2 separate regions of the Macaca fascicularis genome follow, and region 2 is linked to region 1. A link is a contact called in public Hi-C data. All regions are on one chromosome and are shown on one strand. The core of a region is the stretch at or near the end of the contact, and the rest is flanking DNA. Distances in the headings are between cores, read along the strand shown. Region 1 holds the start of LOC102125186. Region 2 holds the start of ZNF846 (zinc finger protein 846).

Region 1 (7,031 bases), core at 3,218-5,717:
GAGCAATCTCCTGCAACCTCCCCCTCCCGGGCTCAAGCGATTCTCTTGCCTCAGCCTCCTGAGTAACTGGGATTACAAGTGCCCACCACCATGCCCAGCTAATTTTTGTATTTTTAGTAGAGACGAGGTTTCACCAAGTTGGCCAGGATGGTCTTGATGTCTTGACCGTGATCCACCTGCCTCGGCCTCCTAAAGTGCTGGGATTACAGGTGTGAGCCACCACGCCCGGCCACGCTTGGCTAAATTTTTTTGTATTTTATTTTATTTTTTATTTTATTTTTTTTTTTTTGAGACAGAGTCTCGCTCTGTCGCCCAGGCTGGAGTGCAGTGGCCGGATCTCAGCTCACTGCAAGCTCCGCCTCCCGGGTTAACGCCATTCTCCTGCCTCAGCCTCCCAAGTAGCTGGGACTACAGGCGCCCGCCACCTCGCCCGGCTAGTTTTTTGTATTTTTTTTTTTTAGTAGAGACGGGGTTTCACCATGTTAGCCAGGATAGTCTCGATCTCCTGACCTTGTGATCCGCCCGTCTCGGCCTCCCAAAGTGCTGGGATTACAGGCTTGAGCCACGGCGCCCGGCCAATTTTTTTGTATTTTAAATAGAGATGGCGTTTCACCATGTTGGGCAGGGCTGGATTTGAACTCCTGACCTCAAGTGATCCTCCTGCCCTGGTCTCCCAAACTGCTAGGATTACAAGCATGAGCCACCGCGCCTGGCAAAATACATTTATGAACCAAATTTCTACATGTTCTTGGGTCTGTTTTTAGATATTTTATTAGTCTGTTTCTGCTTCATGTGCTAGTACCACATAGTTTTAATTATAGAGGCTTCATAGTATGTTTTAATTAATTAATTAATTTTTTAGATGGAGTCTCACTCTGTCAGCCAGGCTGGAGTTCAGTGGCACAATCTTGGCTCACTGCAACCTTCGTCTCCCAGGCTCAAGCAACTCTTCTGCCTCAGCCTCCCAAGTAGCTGGGATTACAAGCATGTGCCACCACGTCTGGCTAATTTTTGTACTTCTAGTAGAGATGGGGTTTCACCATATTAGCCAGGCTGGTCTTGAACTCTTGACCTCAGGTAATTTGCCCACCTTGGCCTCCCAAATTGCTGGGATTACAGGCGTGAGCCACCATGGCCGGCCTTTATTTTTATTTTAAAATAATTTAATTATTTGCCTTGCATGAAAACTGTCAATAGTATGTTTTATCTGCTGCTCATCATTGCTTTTGTTTTTGTTTTCTTGGTTATTATTAGATGTTTGTTCCTCCACATAAAATTTAGTATCAATGTACTTAACTCCAGAAAAAACTTTTCATATTTTTATTGGGATTTTTTTTTTTTTTTTTTTTTTTTTTTTTGAGACGGAGTCTCGCTCTGTCGCCCAGGCTGGAGTGCAGTGGCCGGATCTCAGCTCACTGCAAGCTCCGCCTCCCGGGTCCACGCCATTCTCCTGCCTCAGCCTCCCGAGTAGCTGGGACTACAGGCGCCTGCCACCTCGCCCGGCTAGTTTTTTTTTTTTTTTTGTATTTTTTAGTAGAGACGGGGTTTCACCAGGTTAGCCAGGATGGTCTCGATCTCCTGACCTCGTGATCCGCCCGTCTCGGCCTCCCAAAGTGCTGGGATTACAGGCTTGAGCCACCGCGCCCGGCTTTTATTGGGATTATGTTACATTTCTGAATAATCTTGGGGAGAATGTCTGGTATCAGTGCTATTTTACAGCGTGGGAAATGTGATCCTGGCCCATGTGGTAAGATCAGAAAAATAATAGAAACACATATTTTTGGCCAGGGCAGTGGCTCACACCTGTAATCCTAGCACTTTGGGAGGATGAGGCGGGTGGATCACAAGGTCAGGAGTTTGAGACCAGGCTGGCCAATATGGTAAAACCATGTCTCTATTAAAAATGCAAAAATTAGCTGGGCGTGGTGGCGCGTGCCTGTAGTCCCAGCTACTCAGGAGGCTGAGGCAGAATAATGGCTTGAACCCAGGAGGCAGAGTTTGCAGTGAGCAAAGATCGCACCACTGCACTCTAGTCTGGGCGACAGAGCGAAACTATGTCTCCAAAAAAAAAAAAAAAGAAATAACATTTTAAAATTTTATTTTATGTATATATAGAGAGAGATGGGGTTTTGCTGTGTAGCCCAGGCTTGTCTTAAACTCCTGGCCTTAAACCATCCTCCCACCTTGGCCTCCCAAAGTCCTAGGATTACAGGCATGAGCCACCATGCCCAGCCAGAAATACATATTTGATGAAGATAAAAAAAAATCAGGAGTTATAGAAAATATTATTATATTGAAAACGTGGTTGGGCGTGGTGGCTTATGCCTATAATCCCAGCACTTTGGGAGGCTGAGGTGGTCAGATATTTTAGGTCAGGAGTTTGAGATCAGCCTGGCCAACGTGATGAAATTGTTCTCTACTAAAAATACAAAAATTAGCTGGGCATGGTGACAGGCACCTGTGATCCCAGCTACTGCAGAGGCTGAGGCAGGAGAATCGCTTGAATCTGGGAGGCGGAGGTTGCAGTGAGCTGAGATCAGGCCACTGCACTCCATCCTGGCCAGATCCAGTGAGATCTGTCGCAAGCAAGCAAGCAGCAAGAAACAAAACACAATGCAATCAGCAGGTTTTAAAAAATAAAGAATGAAGAAATAAAGGCCTACAGAAAGCCTGACTGAATGGAAGAGATAGACCATGCCATTCACTGACAGGTTTATCAATATGGAAGAATCATGGAAAGGCTCTAGGAACATGAGGAGAGACATACAAACAAGCTTTATATTTATATCTAAAAACTAAAGTAGAGGTTCCTCTTCAAAGACATTCCTTCCCATTTAATTAGAAATAAATAGTAACTTCTCTTAGAAGCAAAATTTATTCAAAGACCTGTGCTAACATTCTCAAATATCTGCTAGCCGTTATAAAGATATCAATGTACTTTACGTTCTTAGTTCCCACAATTTAGTCTAAATATTTGCCCTGGCATGCTTATACTGATCCAAACAAGCATTAGGTCATAGCCTGTTCCTTTTCCTTATTTGAAGGTGTTTTGACCCTTCTCAGCATTCCACAAGTTACTTCCTCCTTCCTTTGTTCTCGTCTACCTTTGCCTCTTTTAAAAAGTGACAAGTTGCTAGGCAATCAGGACAAATATAGAATGTGAGGTCCCGTTCCAGCCAACGGAAACCGAATACAGCAGTAGGGTGGAAGCATCAGGTTATAAACGACCCTGTCTCCTTTGTTTGGTGTACTCTCGTGGCAAAACTGCTGGTGAGTGTACCCTTTCTGTAGGAACTAAAAACGTCCTTGCTGAGTAAATTAAATTAATGTTCAAGTGCTATTTCTTCATGGCACCGAGGAACAAGCATTTCAAACATATATATATATGTATACACACACACCATATATATGTATGCACATATACATACATAAATAGAGACAGGGTCTTGCTACTTTGCCCAGGCTGGTCTCAAACTCTTGGACTTGTAGAAAATGAAATAGCGGTTCCTCTTCAAAGGGACTTTCCTCCCAGTCTGAAAATAAATAGTAATCCCTCTTAGAAGCCAAATTTTCTGAAAGATCTGTGGTAATATTCTTAAATTCTACCAGCTGTAATAAAGAAATCAATATACTCTGTGTTCTTAGCTCCCACATCTTAGCCTAGATATTTGCCCGGGCATGCCTGAACTGGTCCGAGCAAGCATTAGGTCATGGCCTATTCCTTTATTTAGAAGTGTTTTTGCCTCTTTCAACAGTCCACAAGTTATTTCCTCTCTTCCTTTGTTCTCCTCTGCCTTTGCCTCTTGTGGGAAGTTCTAAGTAGCTAGCCAATCCAGTCATGTATAGAAGGTGAGGTCCTGTTCTGGCCAATGGAAGATGGACACAGCAGTAGAGTGGACACGTCAAGTTTAAATAACCCTGTCTCTTTTGTTAGTGTGTGCTCTGGTGGCAAAACTGCTAGCCAGTGGCACCCATTCTGCAGAAAGTAAACTAGCCTTGCTGAGATCCTTTGTCTCAGTGTTGATTTTGCCAAACTAAGCACCAGTTCCCAGCAGACTCAAGCTGTGTACCTGCCTTAGTCTCCCAAAGTGCAGGAATTACAGGCGTGAGCCACTGCGCTCTCCCGAGAAAAGCTTTAGAGGAGCATCCCCTGGGATGCGTCCAATCCCTCATCCCCGCCCTTCCAGCCGGACCAGCCGCCTGCACAGCCTGCTAGGCCCGGTCCCACCTCTAAACCGCCCCCGAGTACGGGCCCCATCCCTCGCCCACAGTTCCGTCCGGAGGCCCGGTTTTAACCTCAATGTTTTCTCTGGATCTATTTCTGCATCCTCCTCCCTGTGCTAACCCCAGGCCTTCTCCGCACCCACCCGGGAGGAAACCAGAATTTCTGTGTTTGAAACTCGAGCCCACGAGCCCCGCCCGGCCAGAGGCTCGAAGCGGAAGTGACGTCAGCGCACCCCCGCCATCTTTTCCGGCGCTGGCTCCTCTCGGTCAGTGGGGTTTCGCCTTTATGGTGGCGGAGTCAGCCGCGGCTGTGGTGAGTTCCGCCTGCTTGGCGGTTCCGTAGATAGCAGGGGGCGGCAAAGGAATGATTGCGCGCCGTCGCGCAGGAGCCTCCCGCATCCAGTTCACTTCGCTCGCTTCTCCAGGGACTATCGGTCCTCCCTGCGCAGCCAGTTCCGAGAAGGCTGCACACTCAGCTCACTGCAACCTCTGCAACCTCTGCCTCCTGGGTCAAGCAGTTCTCCTGCCTCAGCCTTCCGAGTACCTGGGATTACAGGCAAGTGCCACCACGCCCGGCTACCTTTTGTATCTTTAGTAGAGACGGTTTTGCCATGTTGGCCAGGCTGGTCTTGAACTCCTGACCTTAGGTGATCTGTCTGCCACGGTCCCCCAAAGTGCTGGGATTATAGGTGTGAGCCACCGCACCCGGCCAACTTTTGAAAATTTTAAATTCTGTTCTTCAGTTATCTTAGGTACATAGTGAAGTTAATAACACACATGGCTGGTGACTACTGAATTGTTCTGTGCAGGTCTGAACTGTCTTCTGGTCATATTGAGGGGTAACAGCATCCACAGGAGATTAGGCTCTAGGGACAAATATCAGACCAATTACTAGGGTTGTTTGAATGTAGGTTTTTTCAGTATTAAATAGAGGTAATGGGCCAGGCATGGTGGCTCATGCTTATTATCCCAGCACTTTGGGAAGCCAAGTCAGGAGGATTGTTTGAGCCCAGGAGTTTGAGACCAGCCTGGGCAACCTGGTGAAACCCTGTCTCTACTAAAAATACAAAATAGCCGGACCCAGTGGTGTGCACCTGTAGTCCCAGCTACTTGGGGGGCTGAAGTAGAAGAATCACTTAAGGCCAGGAGTTCGAGACCAGCCTGGCCAACATGGCGAAACCCCATCTCTACTAAAAACGCAAAAATTAGCCAGGCATCCTGGTGCATACCTGTAATCCCAACTACTCAGGAGGCTGAGGCTTGATAATCGCTTGAACCTGGGAGGCAGAGGTTGCAGTAAGTCGAGATGGCGCCACTGCACTCCAGCCTGGGCAACAGAGTGAGACTTTGTCTCAAAATAATAATAATAATAATAATAATAAGGAGTGACGATGCCTACCTGTGGTCCCAGCTATTCAGGAGGCTGAGGTGGGAGGATCACTTGAGCCCCAGAGGTTTAGGCTACAGAGAGTCGTGTTGGTGCCATTGCACTTCAACCTGGGCAACAGAGTAAGACCCTGTTTCAATAGAGAGAGAGAGAGAGAGAGAGAGAGAGAGAGAGAGAGGATAGATGTAATGATAGCTATTGGGAAGGATGGTTGTAATTAAGTTAGCATGTATATATAAAGCTACTAGAGCTACTTCTGGCATATCAGTCCTCAGTAAATGTCAGTTACTGTCATTAATACTTTTGTTATTGAGTGACGATACTGAGTGAGCAATTTTTGGTGGCCTTCACATCTGTCACCTGCAGAGGCAAAGTTCAGGCATAATGTTTGATGACTGATGTTTCATGCTTGTTGTTTGATGATTGATATGAACAGGACCGCAAATAACCCTGTACAAAGAGAAATGGAGATTGCCTCTATCCACCTAGATTCATAAGCTGCCCTGAGGTGATCTTGGCATCAAGGAAGGGATGCACATCGCACTATCAGCTTCAGAGAATGGCAACCATTGATTTGTCCCATGGTAAGTCCTTGTTGATGCTCTTTTTCAGAGATTCTGCTTTAGGTCACCCTGCACACCACAAGAGTCCAGTGAGCTGGGCCTGAGCAGGCATGCAGCTGATTCTTTTAGGAGGAATTGAAGTGAACCACAACAGAATGCTGTTTGTTTGTTTGTTTGTTTGTTTTTGAGACAGAATCTTGTTCCGTCACCCAGGCTGGAGTGCAGTGGTGCAATCTTAGCTCACTGCAACCTCCGCCTCCCGGGTTCAAGTGATTGTCTTGCCTCAGCCTCCCAAGTAGCTGGGACCACAAGCACATACCTCCAGGCCTGGCTAATTTTTGTTTGTTTGTTTTTGTTTTTGAGACGGATTCTCACTCTGTCTCCCAGGCTGGAGTGCAGTACTGTGATCTCGACTCATTGCAACCTCTGCCTCCTGGGTTCAAGCAATTATCTGCCTCAGCCTCCCATAATTTTTGTATTTTTAGTAGAGACGGGGTATCATCATATGGGCCAGTCTGGTGTCAAATTCCTGACCTCAAGTTATTTGCCCGCCTTGGCCTCCCAGAATGTTGGGATTACAGCCATGAGCCACTGTGCCCAGCCAGGATGCTGTTTTAGAATTCAGCCCTGGTTTGTGTGCCTTAGGAAATGCTACATAAGCTTCATGAGTATTACTACTATGGGCAGATAGAGAGTCACATTTTTCAGGGTGTAAGTTTCCTTGTAAAATGAAACTATTACCCTTTACCCAACAGGCAGCTCGGCCCACATCTGCTTTTCTGGGTCTAGCTGACACAGGACTACTATGGCATTTCATGGCAGTGTTGTGTGTGTACAGTTTTCTCGAGTGTGCAGGA
Region 2 (7,031 bases), core at 1,287-3,786, 130 kb before region 1:
TCACATGAGGTCAGGAGTTTGAGACCAGCCTGGCCAACATGGTGAAACTCCATCTCTATTAAAAATAAAAAATTAGCCAGGTGTGGTGGCACGCTTCTGTAATCCCAGCTACTTGGGAGGCTGAAGCAGGAGAATCACTTGAACCCGGAGGTGGAGGTTGCAGTGAGCCGAGATCGCGCCACCGCACTCCAGCCTGGGCAACAGAGCCAGATTCCGTCTCAAAAAAAAAAAAAAAGAAAAGAAAAGAAAAGAAAAAGAAAGAAAAGAAAAGAAAAAAGAAAGACATTCAATTAAGCTTCTTCCTTTTCCCACAGACTCTAGACTTTAACGTCTTCAGTTGGAATCAACGTGGACATTCAGAACAGTCCCTCCTTAAACACAAAGACATTTCCTACCTCATACCTCATAATCAGGTGATAGGTTGAGAATGTCTCCACAGCCAATCCCATACAGGGGTGTTCAAGAATACAGTTATGGGTTATTAGTTTTTGTTTCTGGTTGGGCCAGTAAAGCCCCTTCCTCATCCCTCTTTTCCACTTATCACTAGAGACAGAAACTAAAAACCATGGCTTCGGCTGCTACAAGACTAAAACAAAACAAAACAAGACAACAATAACAAGGCGACTTGGACAAGCTGGCTAGTAAATCCATTAACGAAGGTCCCGCCCTCATGATCTAATCACCTCCCTAAGGCCTCACATCCTAATATCATCACCTCCAGGGTTAAGATTTACGCATTTGGCTTTGCGGGGTGGTGGCCTGCGGGGAGGACACACACAACATACAACATTCTGACCACAGTGAGGTAGGAGACTGGGCAGGACTTGCTTCATTTCCTGGTCCCTACAGGATAAAGTGAAGAAACCACCTGGAACCAGCAGATGGCACCAAACGCCATCTCTAGTTGCTCTCCTTACTCATTAGGGTAAGACACTCCTACCAGAGCCTTGACAGTTTATAAGTACCATGGCAACAACATGAAAGTTACCATTCACTTCCATAACAACGACCTGGAAGTTACAGCCTCCTTTCTAGAAAGTTCTGCATGGGGGCCGGGCGCGGTGGCTCATGCCTGTAATCCCAGCACTTTGGGAGGCCGAGATGGGCGGATCACGAGGTCAGGAGATGGAGACCATCCTGGCTAACACGGTGAAACCCCGTCTCTACTAAAAAAATACAAAAAACTAGCCGGGCGCGGTGGCGGGCGCCTGTAGTCCCAGCTACTCGGGAGGCTGAGGCAGGAGAATGGCGTGAACCCGGGAGGTGGAGTTTGCAGTGAGCTGAGATCCGGCCACTGCACTCCAGCCTGGGCGACAGAGCGAGACTCCGTCTCAAAAAAAAAAAAAAAACAGAGCAAGACTCCGTCTCAAAAAAAAAAAAAAGAAAGTTCTGCATGGCATACCCCTTAATTTGCATGTAATTAAAAATGAGTATAAATATAGCTAGCCAACAGTACAAAATGCTGATTCTAGGCACACTGCCTAGGTTTTGGCTGTACTCTGGAAAAAGCAACTCTGAGTCAATGGAAGATCCTTGTGTAACATCACCAGTTGAATTCTTTCCTGGGTGAATCCCCAATCATGGCACTTACCTGCATCAATAGCACACTTCTATCTCCTTAGGCACCTGCTTCTAAGCTAAAACTGTCTGCTTGCCAAAAAGATAGAAGAATTTTTATTTTTCATTTGGATAAAGGCGATTAGCTAACACAAATGGCCACCCCAATTACCAGAAAAACTTAGGGTGAACTTCAGAAATATTGTTAACACAGTCATTGTGTTATGAATTTTTTTTTTTTTTGAGACAGAGTCTTGCTGTGTCCCCCAGGCTGGAGTGCAATAGCCCGATCTCGGCCCACTGCAAGCTCCGCCTCCCAGGTTCAGGCCATTCTCCTGCCTCGGCCTCCTGAGTAGCTGGGACTACAGGCTCCCGCTACCACGCCTGGCTAATTTTTTGTATTTTTAGTAGAGAGGGGGTTTTCACCGTGTCAGCAAGGATGGTCTCGATCTCCTGACCTCGTGATCCGCCCACCTCGGGCTCCCAAAGTGCTGGAATTACAGGCGTGAGTCACCGCGCCCGGCCCTGTCTATTTCTTAATGTCTGTAGGGTAAGTGCCAACAGTTCTTCAGGAGTGTTTTGGGTTTTACTGGCCTTTTGCACTTCCATATACATACATTTTATTATAAATAGATCAGGTTCTTCATCAAAACATGTTATTTTGACAGAAAACTTAACTTTCTATATTAAGTAAGGATAATTCAAGTCTTTATATTGAAACTTCTAATCCATCAACAAGGAAGATCTATCCATTGATCTAGGTTATCTTTGACCTCTTTCAATAGTATTTTACACATTTCTCCGAAGAGATATTGCATACTTTGTTGTTGTATTTATTTCTAGTTATTTTACTGCTGTTGTCGGCAGGTAACAAGTTATCTACGGCCGTATAACAAACCACCCAGAAACAGCGCATCCTCGTACAAGCCCCATAAATGCAGAGGAAAGCGAGCAGAGGCATTTCGAGGTCCCTCCATCGTGGTCCCGCCCCCGCCCCGTGCCCGCGCCGGGTTGCGCCCCGCGGTCCCCAGTGAAGCCAGAAGGACGGGGTCCAATCGCTGTCGGCTGTGCGGAAACTGGGACCTCTCCCCAGGATCGTGGAGGACGCGAACTCCGCCCCTCCCACTGCCTCAGGCCTCGGAGACCCGGTCCAGAGCCCTCAGCCGCTTCCGAGCCCGGAGAGGGGAATCAGAAGTGCGCGTGGGCAGAGCGGCGCCTCCTTCACAGTAACCGTCGCTGACCCGCTGGTTTTCCCTGCACCTTCGTCTGCGACCAGGTGGGGCTTCAGGGGCCGCGTCACCACCTGGAGGGAGGGAGACCGGGGCGGGGACTCGGTGAGGGGAGAGATGGGGGGCGGGGACTCAGTGAGGGGAGAGAAGAGGGCGGGACTCGGTGAGGGGGTGACGAGGACTGGGACTCGATGACGGACAGGGTCTCGGTGAGGGGAAGCGGGGGCTGGGGACTCGGTGATGGGGAGACTGGGACGGCGACTCGGGGAGGGAGAGACGAGGGCGGGGACTCGGTGAGGGGATGTCAGGGGCGGGGTCTCAGGAAGGGCAGAGAAGTGGGCGGGGTCTCGGTGAGGGCGAGACAGGGGCGGGGACTCGGTGAGGGAGAGGCGGGGGCGGGTCTCGGTGAGAGAGAGACAGGGATGGGGACTTGGGGAAGGGAAGACGGGGGCGAGGTCTCCGTGAGGGGGAAGAGGGGGCAGGGACTCGGTGAGGGAGAGACGGGGGCGGGGACTCGATGAGGGGAGACAGGGGCGGGGTCTTGGTGAGCGGAGAGACGGGGATGGGAACTCGGTGAGGGGAGAGACGGGGGCGGGGACTCGGTGAAGGGAAGACGGGGGCAGGGACTCGGTGAGGGGAGAGACGCGGGCGGGGACTCGGTGAGGGAGAGACGCGGGCGGGGACTCGGTGAGGGAGAGACGCGGGCGGGGACTCGGTGAGGGAGAGACGGGGCGGGGACTCGATGAGGGGAGACGGGGGGCGGGGTATCGGTGAGCGGAGAGATGGGGATGGGGACTCGGTGAGGGGAGAGACGGGGGCGGGGACTCGGTGAGGGAGAGAAGGGGCGGGGACTCGGTGAGGGGAGAGACGGGGGCGGGGACTCGGTGAGGGGAGAGACGGGGGCGGGGACGAGGGGGAGACGGGGGCGGGGTCTCGGTGAGGGGGGAGACAGGGATGGGGACTCGGTGAAGGGAAGACGGGGGCGGGGAATTGGTGAGGGAGAGGCGGGGGCGGAGACTCGGTGAGGACGAGATGGGGGCGGGGTCTCGGTGACAGGGAGCTGGGGTAAGTGGGGCGGGGTCTCTGTGAGCCTAGATGGGGCTGGTGTCTTAATACGGTGGGGGATTTAATGAAGGCGGAGACCAAGGTGGAGTCTCGGTGAGGGTGGAGATGGAGGTAGGGACTCCCTGTAGGAGGATAGGAGGACCGGGACTCGGTGACGCGGGAGACTGTGGACGGAAGATTACCCAGGTGCTGAGGCAAGAGACTGAAGGCACAAACTGTTTCAGCATAATAAAGAAAATAGTTAGAATAAGAATAGTTATAAATTAGATATAGAGATGATCATGGACATTATCAATCATTAGTATAAACATTAATCATTAGCTTTTAATATTACTCTTTGTTGTATTACTAATATAACCAAGAAATAACTGGCGGGTATAGGGTCAGGTGCTGAAGGGACATTGTGAGAAGTGACTGAGAAAGCAAGAGGTGAGCCCTCTGTCATGCCCGCATAAGGGCTGCTTGAGGGCTCCTTGGTCAAGCGGTAATGCCAGTGTCTGGGAAGGCACCCATTACTTAGCAGACCTTGAAAGGGAGTCTCCTTTCTTTGGAGGAGTCAGGGAACACTGCTCCACCAGCTTCTTGTGGAAGGCTGGATAATATCCAGGCCTGCCCGCAGTCATCCAGAGGCCTAAACCCCTCCCTGTGGTTCTGTGCTTCAATGGTCAGGCTTCTTGTCCACTTTCATGTTCCTGTCCTACTCCTGGTTCCTCTTTGAAGTTCTTGGAAGATAGCGGTAGAAGAAATAGTGGAAGTCTTGAAGTCTTTGATCCTTCTGATAAGTACATAAAAGAAAACGCTGACGTAGGCTACCTTCCCTCTCTGCTTTAGCTACCTATAAGGGAAGGGGGGCCCGCTGTGCTATAATCACGTGACTTGCTTGACCTTATCAATTGCTCGGACGACTCACCCTCCTTACCCTGTCCCCTTGTCTTGTATACAATAAATATCAGCGCGCCCAGCCATTCAGGACTACTACTGGTTTCCGCCTCTTGGTAGTCGTGGTCCCCCGGGGTCCAGCTGTTTTCTCTTTATCTCTTTGTCTTGTGTCTTTATTTCTTACTATCTCTCGGCTCTGCACAGGGGGAGAACACCTACAAAGGCGCTCCAACGTGGGTTTCTCTCTCTGTGAAGTTGCGCTTTGAGCGCGGTACTCAGCGGAGGACTTTCGCGACAGATTTCTGAGGATTGCGGTCATTAAGCTTGGTGATAAGCTTGGGCACTCAGAGTGTCTCGGGGACACCATGGGACAAGCCACTACAAAGTACTTGGCCTATTTAAACTTCATAAGAATCCTTCTTAAAGAAGGAGGAATTTCAATTTCCTTTGACAAGCTAATTGAACTCTTTGAGGTCGTTGATCTCATTTGCCCTTGGGTTCCAACTGAAGGAACTCTAGAACTTAAAGATTGGGATGAGGTGGGCCGACAGTTCAAAATCTGTTGGGCGGGACATGTTATCCCACCAGCCATTTGGACAGTTTGGTCCTCAGTTCGCTATATCTTAGAATCCTTGCAGCCACGGGAGGAGGGAATTGAGGGTTGTCAGGCCTCTGAGCCCAAGCTAAGCCATCGTATCCCCTGTGACTTGCATGTATACATCTAGATGGCCTGAAGTAACTGAAGAATCACAAAAAAAGTGAAAATGGCCTGTTCCTGCCTTAACTGATGACATTCCACCACAAAAGAAGTGAAAATGGCTGGTCCCTGCCTTAACTGATGACTTTACCTTGTGAAATTCCTTCTCCTGGCTCATCCTGGCTCAAAAGCTCCCCCACTGAGCGCCTTGTGACCCCCACCCCTGCCTGCCAGAGAACAACCCCCTTTGACTTTAATTTTCCACTACCCACCCAAATCCTATCAAACAGCCCCACCCCTATCTCCCTTCACTGACTCTCTTGTCATACTCAGCCCGCCTGCACCATGATTAAAAAGCTTTACTGCTCACACAAAGCGCGTTTGGTGGTCTCTTCACACGAACGCGCGTGAAAAGGGTACTCTACCTTTCCTCTCCTCCGAACAGGTTGAGGAAGTCCTCAGTACTCTCTCTCCAGAGGACACCGCGAAACTTGAGGCCGTCATTTTAGAAACGGACCTCTGCTCTGATATTCTTTTGGCACCAACAACTACACCACAGCCTACCACGCCTACCGCGCCCACAATATTGCTTTATGAGGACCTTATGAAGGATCTTCTTCCCCCCACCCAAAAAATCAGCTGACAAACAGCTGTCGTGGCAGGAACCTCCTGCACTGTCTCAGCCCTGCTGTAGGACTCTCTGTCAGGCCTCTGAGCCCAAGCCAAGCCATCGCATCCCCTGTGACTTGCACGTATATGCCCAGATGGCCTGAAGTAACTGAAGAATCACAAAAGAAGTGAAAATGCCCTGTCCCTGCCTTAATTGATGACATTCCATCACAAAAGAAGTGAAAATGGCCTGTTCCTGCCTTAATTGATGACATTACCTTGTGAAATTCCTTTTCCTGGCTCATCCTGGCTCAAAAGCTCCCCACTGAGCACCTTGTGACCCCCACCCCTGCCCGCCAGAGAACAGCCCCCTTTCACTGAAATTCTCTTTTACCTACCCAAATCCTATAAAACAGCCCCACCTTCGCTGACTCTGTTTTTGGACTCAGCCCGCCTGCACCCAGGTGATTAAAAAGCTTTATTGTGCACACAAAGCCTGTTTGGTGGCCTCTTCACACGGACGCACATGACACTTTCAACTATCAATCTGTTCGGCCCGGTAATGAGGCCCTCAGCACTATCTGCTCACTCAATTCTGCCGTTCCTCCTATGCATGAGGCTCCACAGAAGCCTGACCTGCAGCCCATGCAACAGCCTGGAGTTCAGGCCCCTGAGAGACCTGCGCAGCAGGCAACTGCGCCTCAGCCTGGCTTGAAGGCTCTCAACTTCTCCTCTATTCAAAACTCCAATTTCTTTTCTATTTCTGGTGCAGTCACAACTGCTGTTGCTACACATAAGCAGCAGGTTACATATATTCCTGAGAATGACACCCCTCTTATAAGGCCATTTCTCAGGCAAAGGAATATGGGGATCCCGACGTATGACAGTTTCCTGTTATTCTACAATCTCCTGTACCTGCCGCCCCCGTTCGGGCCGCCCCCGCTCCGGCTGCGCGGGATCAGCCACAGCCCCGCTGACCAAGCTCAGCAGGCGGC

Evidence for each region. A called contact is a pair of places that touch in the nucleus more often than the background predicts.
Region 2: a Hi-C map of liver shows a contact between it and region 1, with 5 times the contacts expected there. The contact joins the promoter of ZNF846 here to the promoter of LOC102125186 in region 1. A contact is called at or near these places in 2 of 2 Hi-C or Micro-C datasets (liver and skeletal muscle).

The regions. Positions count from the first base shown.
Region 1 is chr19:10,203,649-10,210,679 of T2T-MFA8v1.1, reverse strand. LOC102125186 reads left to right here and starts at 4,467. Exons shown (of 5, transcript XM_074025777.1): 1 at 4,467-4,537; 2 at 6,101-6,195.
Region 2 is chr19:10,330,761-10,337,791 of T2T-MFA8v1.1, reverse strand. It overlaps ZNF846 (zinc finger protein 846), which reads left to right and starts at 2,536. Exons shown (of 6, transcript XM_065536248.2): 1 at 2,536-2,833.